Linked DNA regions of Mus musculus: region 1 is linked to region 2. Evidence: chromatin contacts called from public promoter capture Hi-C data. All regions are on one chromosome and are shown on one strand. The core of a region is the stretch at or near the end of the contact, and the rest is flanking DNA. Distances in the headings are between cores, read along the strand shown. Region 1 holds the start of Nacad (NAC alpha domain containing). Region 2 holds the start of Myo1g (myosin IG).

Evidence for each region. Capture Hi-C pulls out chosen DNA fragments and counts their contacts.
Region 1: a contact with region 2 is called in a promoter capture Hi-C map of liver. The contact joins the promoter of Nacad here to the promoter of Myo1g in region 2. A contact is called at or near these places in 8 of 39 promoter capture datasets (the C10 cell line, the HPC-7 cell line, hematopoietic stem and progenitor cells and 5 more), 3 of 15 datasets of contacts at CTCF or cohesin (the NIH/3T3 cell line, large pre-B cells and pro-B cells), 13 of 484 Hi-C or Micro-C datasets (the 63-12 cell line, ECoMG-derived neutrophils, the G1E-ER4 cell line and 5 more), 10 of 115 datasets of contacts at active chromatin or transcription factors (the 230-238 cell line, the SCID.adh cell line, acute myeloid leukemia and 3 more) and 4 of 9 other capture datasets (adipose tissue, embryonic stem cells, liver and 1 more).

The regions. Positions count from the first base shown.
Region 1 is chr11:6,604,693-6,607,809 of GRCm38.p6, reverse strand. Nacad (NAC alpha domain containing) reads left to right here and starts at 1,756. Exons shown (of 8, transcript NM_001081652.1): 1 at 1,756-2,332. The coding sequence starts at 2,062.
Region 2 is chr11:6,519,315-6,522,341 of GRCm38.p6, reverse strand. It overlaps Myo1g (myosin IG), which reads left to right and starts at 1,384. Exons shown (of 22, transcript NM_178440.4): 1 at 1,384-1,600. The coding sequence starts at 1,488.

The DNA.
Region 1 (3,117 bases), core at 507-3,006, 85 kb before region 2:
GGGCTCCAAACAGGCCTGAGCTCTTCCTACATGAAGGCTGTCTCCCAGACTCCACCCACAGCTGGTACTAGTGGTCCTACAGACCACTATCTATCTCCAAAGTACTGCGTTCTCAGCTGCTCGCTATAGCCCTTCATGTCTTCAGTACTAGTAAAGTAATTTCAAAACCATCTGGGATACTCTTACCCAATGCTGAGCTCAGCTGCCAGCTTGAAAGAAAGCTTTGGTCCTACTGGGTCTCAAGTGCTGTGTGCTGACGTGAGCAAATACTTTTCAGATTTGCCTCAGTGATGCTGGTCTCTAGTAATCACAGCTTACCTTTTCTTTCTAGTCCTAGCTAACCATTGTCAAGTCTCTGAGGAAAGCAAAGGTTTCATTTCAGTGGTGCTGGTCTCTTGTTAAAACCACAGCTGAAGCCGGGCGTGGTGGCGCACGCCTTTAGACCCAGCACTCGGGAGGCAGAGACAGGCGAGTTTGAGGCCAGCCTGGTCTACAAAGTGAGTTCCAGGACAGCCAGGGCTATACAAAGAAACCCTGTCTCGAAAAACAAACAAAAACACAGCTGACCCTTCAGCTCCAGCTAACCAGAAACCACAGATTCAAAAGAAAATTATACAAAAGCCCCCCGTAAAGTTGCTGCTTTAACAAGCCTGGTCTCCATCATCTGTATCTCTCTCAACTTTCCTGTCTCCAAACCCCTACAACAGCTCATTAAGCTCTCAGCAGCCAATGGTCTTTTCCAGCCCAAAGCTCCAGATACTTCCACAATCTTCCCACAAAACATGGTCAGATCACCACAGCCACAAACTCATTTTCTGGTACCAGTTGCTGGATTGATTAATTTGCTTCCTGTTGCCGTGATAAACACCAGGAACAAAAAAGGCAACTAGGGGCTGGGTGGTGGCACACACCTTTCTTTGGTCCCAGCACTCCAGAGGCACAGGCAGATGATCTCTGGGAATTCCAGGCCAGCCTGTCTACAGCGTGAGTTCCAGGACAGCCAGGACTACACAGAATAGAAAATAAACAAAAACCTGTCTCCAAAGAAGGAGGAGGGGTTTCACAGGAGGAATCAACTTAGATCCTTGGAGGTGAAGTAAGGGGTCCTTACGTGGACTATAAAGTCAAATATCAGAAGGACGGGGTGGGTTGTCAGCAACAGAGAGGGTGGGGCAGTTTTGCAGAAGATGCTGGTCTTATGTTTGGATGTGGTAAGGGTGCCAGGGGTACCTTGGTGTGCACCTCAAGTCAGGTATAGGGAAGTAGGGAACAGCACCTGACTTCCTGTAGACTCAGAAGATCCTATACATTGGACACTCCCTCCTTGTTTGCCTCAATAGCCACTAATTTCCCCGACTTCAGCTCACAGATGACAATGTGTCATTCATTCATCTGGTGCCTGGCACTGGGAAGGGGGGACGGGCTGGGCACTGCAAACGCCAGGATGGAAACATAGTGCATTTCAGGAAGGGAAATAGTAAGCATCATCTCTGGGGGTGTGGCCCAGGGCTGGCGGGAATAGTGAGTGAGGTACATTTCTTCCCTGTCCTAAAGAGCTGAACGGTGAAGGAAACAAAGCAGACCGCCAAGCTAGAAGTCAAAGATCCAGCTCAGCCCAAGAGATTGTCTGGAACCACTCTCTGGCGCACTCAGTTCCATCTCCCGTTGCCACAGAGACAGGAGGTAGTTGCTATGGAGACTGTCTGCCAGGACCAGCCAATCCTGAGCTGCTGTTTTCGCTCATCTTGGGGCTTAGGAGCTTAGGCTCCTTCACTGGGCTCCCTGTGTCCTCTGTCCAGTCATTGAGCGATAGGTTGGGCCATCACTTATTAAAGTGGCCCTGCCCCCTCTGCAGAATATATAGCTATCTCCCCATATTAACCCGCACCCCTGGTTCTGGAGACACCTTTTGTCTCTTTCCAGTTAAGAGGCGATGTCACCTTGGGAGGAGTCTGGCCTCCAAGCGGCCCCCCTTGGATGCTGCGGGAAAGGCGGGGCAGGGCGCAGCCTTCTGGCCTTAGACTCAGCAGTGGGAGAGAGGCGATGGGGTGAACGAAGGGAATGAGCGCCCTCCCTCTGGCGCTCCGCAGTGCTCGGCGCGCTGGCGCACGCTCACTCGGCTTGATAGGCGGGCGGGGCAGCGCTGACGTCATTTACGCCCCCCCCCCCCCCAGCAGAGGGGCGGTGGCCGTGCTGGCTACTCCGAGCGCATTGACGGACAGAGGGACAGAGAGACAGGGGTATCGGCAGGCACACGTCCAGGCCATGCCAGGGGAGGCTGCGGGCGCTGAGCTGCCGCTGCCTGAGGCAGGAGGGCCTGGATCCCGCACAGGTGAGACCGCGCCGGCTCCCCTTTCTGGCTCAATACCTTTTCTGGCTTTCTCTCTCCTCCATCCCTCTGCCTCCTCACAGTCCCCTCCCCTGTCTTTCCAGACCGGTTATTCCCTCCACCTGCATCTTTCCCCCACCCCCAAGCCCCAGGATTTCGTGAAGGCCTGGGCGCCGCAGACAGCATCCTCCTAGCCTTGTAGCTATGAAGGGCAGCGTCTTGGCCTTTCACTCTGGGCTGTGGGGACCGTAGTCTTTGGACCAAGTCCCATTTAGTTGTGTCTCTGTGCCACATTGCATTCCATTGTCCACAGAGAGCTGGGCCCCAGGACCGACGGTGGGGTGGCAGGTTTGGAAGCAGGGAGGCCCAAAGGGTCCTTGCAGGCTCATCCTGTGACCACCAGAGGGTTCTTAGAGGTACGTTGGGTGCCTAGGGCAGCAAGCGGCTAGACTTATAAGGGAGTTGTAGGGCCGATGGAACCTGGGAGGCTAGCCAGAGGACACCGGCAGAACCACGTCTGAGAGGTGGGGCTCTGAACAGCAGCTCTCCTGGCCAGCAGTGGTCTTCCTATGCAGACCTTGGATAAGAGGGGGCATTAAATGTTGGTAGAGGTCAGTCCACTTGCAGGCTGGAGGATACTCTTAAGTTTAAATGGTTCCTGCTGGAGATGGGCTGTGTGTAACTTGGGCAAAGCCAAGGGCACCTTGCTGGGTGCAAGAAGTTATCTAGGGACAGGATGGGCAAGAATGGGGATGGTGCCAGTGCTGTGCCAGGGTCCTGGGTGGGAG
Region 2 (3,027 bases), core at 135-2,634:
CACAGAGAAACCTGAGTGGTCGCCTAGCCATTTTTCAATGTACCACTAATCTACAAGCTCAACCATAAGCCAAGACCTGTGAGAGCTAAGATGAGGCCCCAGAGCTCCAAGAGTTAATGGTTTTATCTCAGAGGCTGGATGAGAGAACGAAGCTGAGCATATGCAAGAGGGTCCTACCAAAGGCTAGCCCACTAGAGGGCTGGAGAGTGTACTCTTCCGCTCCCTTGTCACTGTGGGGAGGAATCGCAGGGTGCCGAGTCCCCACCACTGCCTCATCTGCTGGGTCAGGCAGGAAGTCTTTATGGTTTAAACTCTATTGTGGCCACCCCTGGCTGATGTTGAGCTCTGGGGCAGCGATGTTCAGCTGGGTAACCACGAGAGGCCAAGAAATATCTGTTGGCACGCCTTTAATCCCAGCACTTGGGAGGCAGAGGCAGGCCGATTTCTGAGTTCGAGGCAAGCCTGGAGCCTGGTCTACAAAGTGAGTTCCAGGACAGCCAGGGCTATACAGAGAAACCCTGTCTCGAAAAACCAAAAAAAAAAAAAAAAAAAACCAAAATAATAATAATAAAAGAAATATCTATTGGGCTAGAGAGATGGCTCAGAAGTTAAGAGCACTGACTGCTCCTGCAAAGGTCTGCAGTTTACGGCCACCCAGCCCTCTAGCCCTCTGCAGACACCCAGCATGCATATGGTGCACTTATACATGTAGACAAAGCACTTGTACACAAAATAGATGTTTAAAACGTTTTAAAAGAAGCATCCTGCCAGGCGTGGTGGCACATGCCTTTAATCCCAGCACTTGGGAGGCAGAGGCAAGTAGATTTCTGAGTTCAAGGCTGGCCTGGTCTACAGAGTGAGTTCCAGGACACACAGAGAAACCCTGTCTTGAAAAACCAAAAAAAGAAAGAAAGAAAGAAAGAAAGAAAGAAAGAAAGAAAGAAAGAAAGAAAGAAAGAAGAAGAAGCATCCTTTCTTACTGAGCCTGGTATAATCCTAGCTACTTTGGGGAGGCCAGCTTGGACTACAGAGATAGAAGAAAGAAAGAAAGAAAGAAAGAAAGAAAGAAAGAAAGAAAGAAAGAGAGAGAGAGAGAGAGAGAGAGAGAGAGAGACGGAAAGAGGGAGGGAGCAAAGGAAGGAAGGAAGACAGACAGACAAGGGGAGGGAGAATTCCAGCCTGCCCGTAATCTTTGGAGTGCTTGGGATTACAGACAGGTATGGCCAAACCTAGCTTGGGAAGAGCTTTAAGGAAGCCAGTAAAGACCCCATCAGGACAGACAGTTAGGCATGGACCTTGTGGGCCAGGGAGCAGGAAGCAGTGTCTGAAGCACCAAGGCAGGGGAGTAGCAATGGGCAGGGCCAAACTCCCCGGGCAGAACCCACTTCCTACTTTACTGAAGTACTGCAGTAGTCAGGCAGGGCTGGGCCTCCCCTTTCTGCCTTCCCCTTCACCTCTGTACAGAAAGCTCTGGCGACCTGCCTTGGATGCTTGCAGTGGGCAGGATGGAGGACGAAGAAGGCCCTGAGTATGGGAAACCAGACTTCGTGCTTTTGGATCAACTGACCATGGAGGACTTCATGAAGAACCTAGAGCTCAGGTAGATGTGAGGTGGGGGTGGGGATGCGGTACTGGGCTTCTTTCCTTCCTTTCCTCCCTTATCATCCACACAGACCTGAGAGAAGCCCTGAAGGTACCCTGGTCCCATCGTCAGGAATGGGGACAAGGCTACACATACCTAGACAATACAGGCTGAAATGATAGCATCTCCAGGAGATAATGGCCACTCAGAAAGTAACCAGCTGTCAGGAATGGAGCTGCCCAGCCACCCTCACAACACCCTGGTTGACAAGCCCAGAGTCCTGAGGAAGACAGGCAAAGGCATGGGGACCAGGAATGTACTGCATCTCCTCTCTGTCACCTGCTGATGCTTTCCCCCTGGGTCCCATGTGTGACCCGACTTGAGTTTCCTTAGGAACTCCAAAATGAAGTGCCCTCCACCCCAGAATCGCAATAATCGAAGCAAGCTGATATGATGCTGATATGATGTTCTGGGTTGGGAGTTGTTCATGGGAGGGGTCACAGGCTAGGACTAGGAGAATTGACAGTGCAGCCTGCTTTCTCACTGAAAAAAGCAGGGAGGGGTCCAGGAGCTAGAAGCACAGCATGTTAAATGGCCTTGTGTGCGGCTGGACTTCATACACACCTCCTAGGGAGGATTGTTGTGTGCTAGGAAGCTCCTTAGAGAGCAACTGGGGACCAGGAATCTCACTAGGTGCAGAGATGGAGGTCCTAGGCTGCCACATGGAGAGCTTTATCCAGGAAATGAGTTCAATGCTTTGTTAGACTGCCTCATTCTCTCGAAAAGCAAGCTCACAAGCATGCCCTCCATGCTTTGTATGCTGAGCCGAGGAAGACAGTGGCTGCAGGTCACAAAACTTGTAGTCCCAGGGCGTGACTTGTCAGAGGGGGCAGAGAAAGAGGAACCCTGAAGAGGCCTGCCTGGGGTTGAGCGGGCCCCACACACCGAGAGGACAGTTGGGGCCCCAAGGAGGCTAGTACTCCTCCCAGAGCACAAAACCCAAGAGAGGTACAGCCCTAGGTTCCTGCTTCTAATATGGTTAGTAAACGGAAGGGTGGAGGAGTTTGAGATGTGCTGGAGAGGGACGGTGGCCATGGCTGGGGTTGCAAAGACTAGCAAATCACCACGCTATGATTTGGGTGGGGCAGGGCGAGTCCCCTTCCGGATCTGGTCCCGCCTAGACTCTGAGACAGGAAACAACCAAGCCCCCCACCCCCCCCACCCCCCACTCTCTGGAAGAGTCCCCTTTTCACAGTCTCAGCCCAACTGCCCTGTAGGAGTCACCTGGGAAAGATGACCCCTGCAGGGCCGTTACCTTTGTGGGATAGATATTCCTGGTTCCTGAGACCTGAGCATCCTGGCAGAGAGCAGTGTGGACCACACCCTTTGCACTGTGCTGAGGGCTGCTCTGGGTGGCTCAGCTTACTGAGGATGGCACCAAGGGG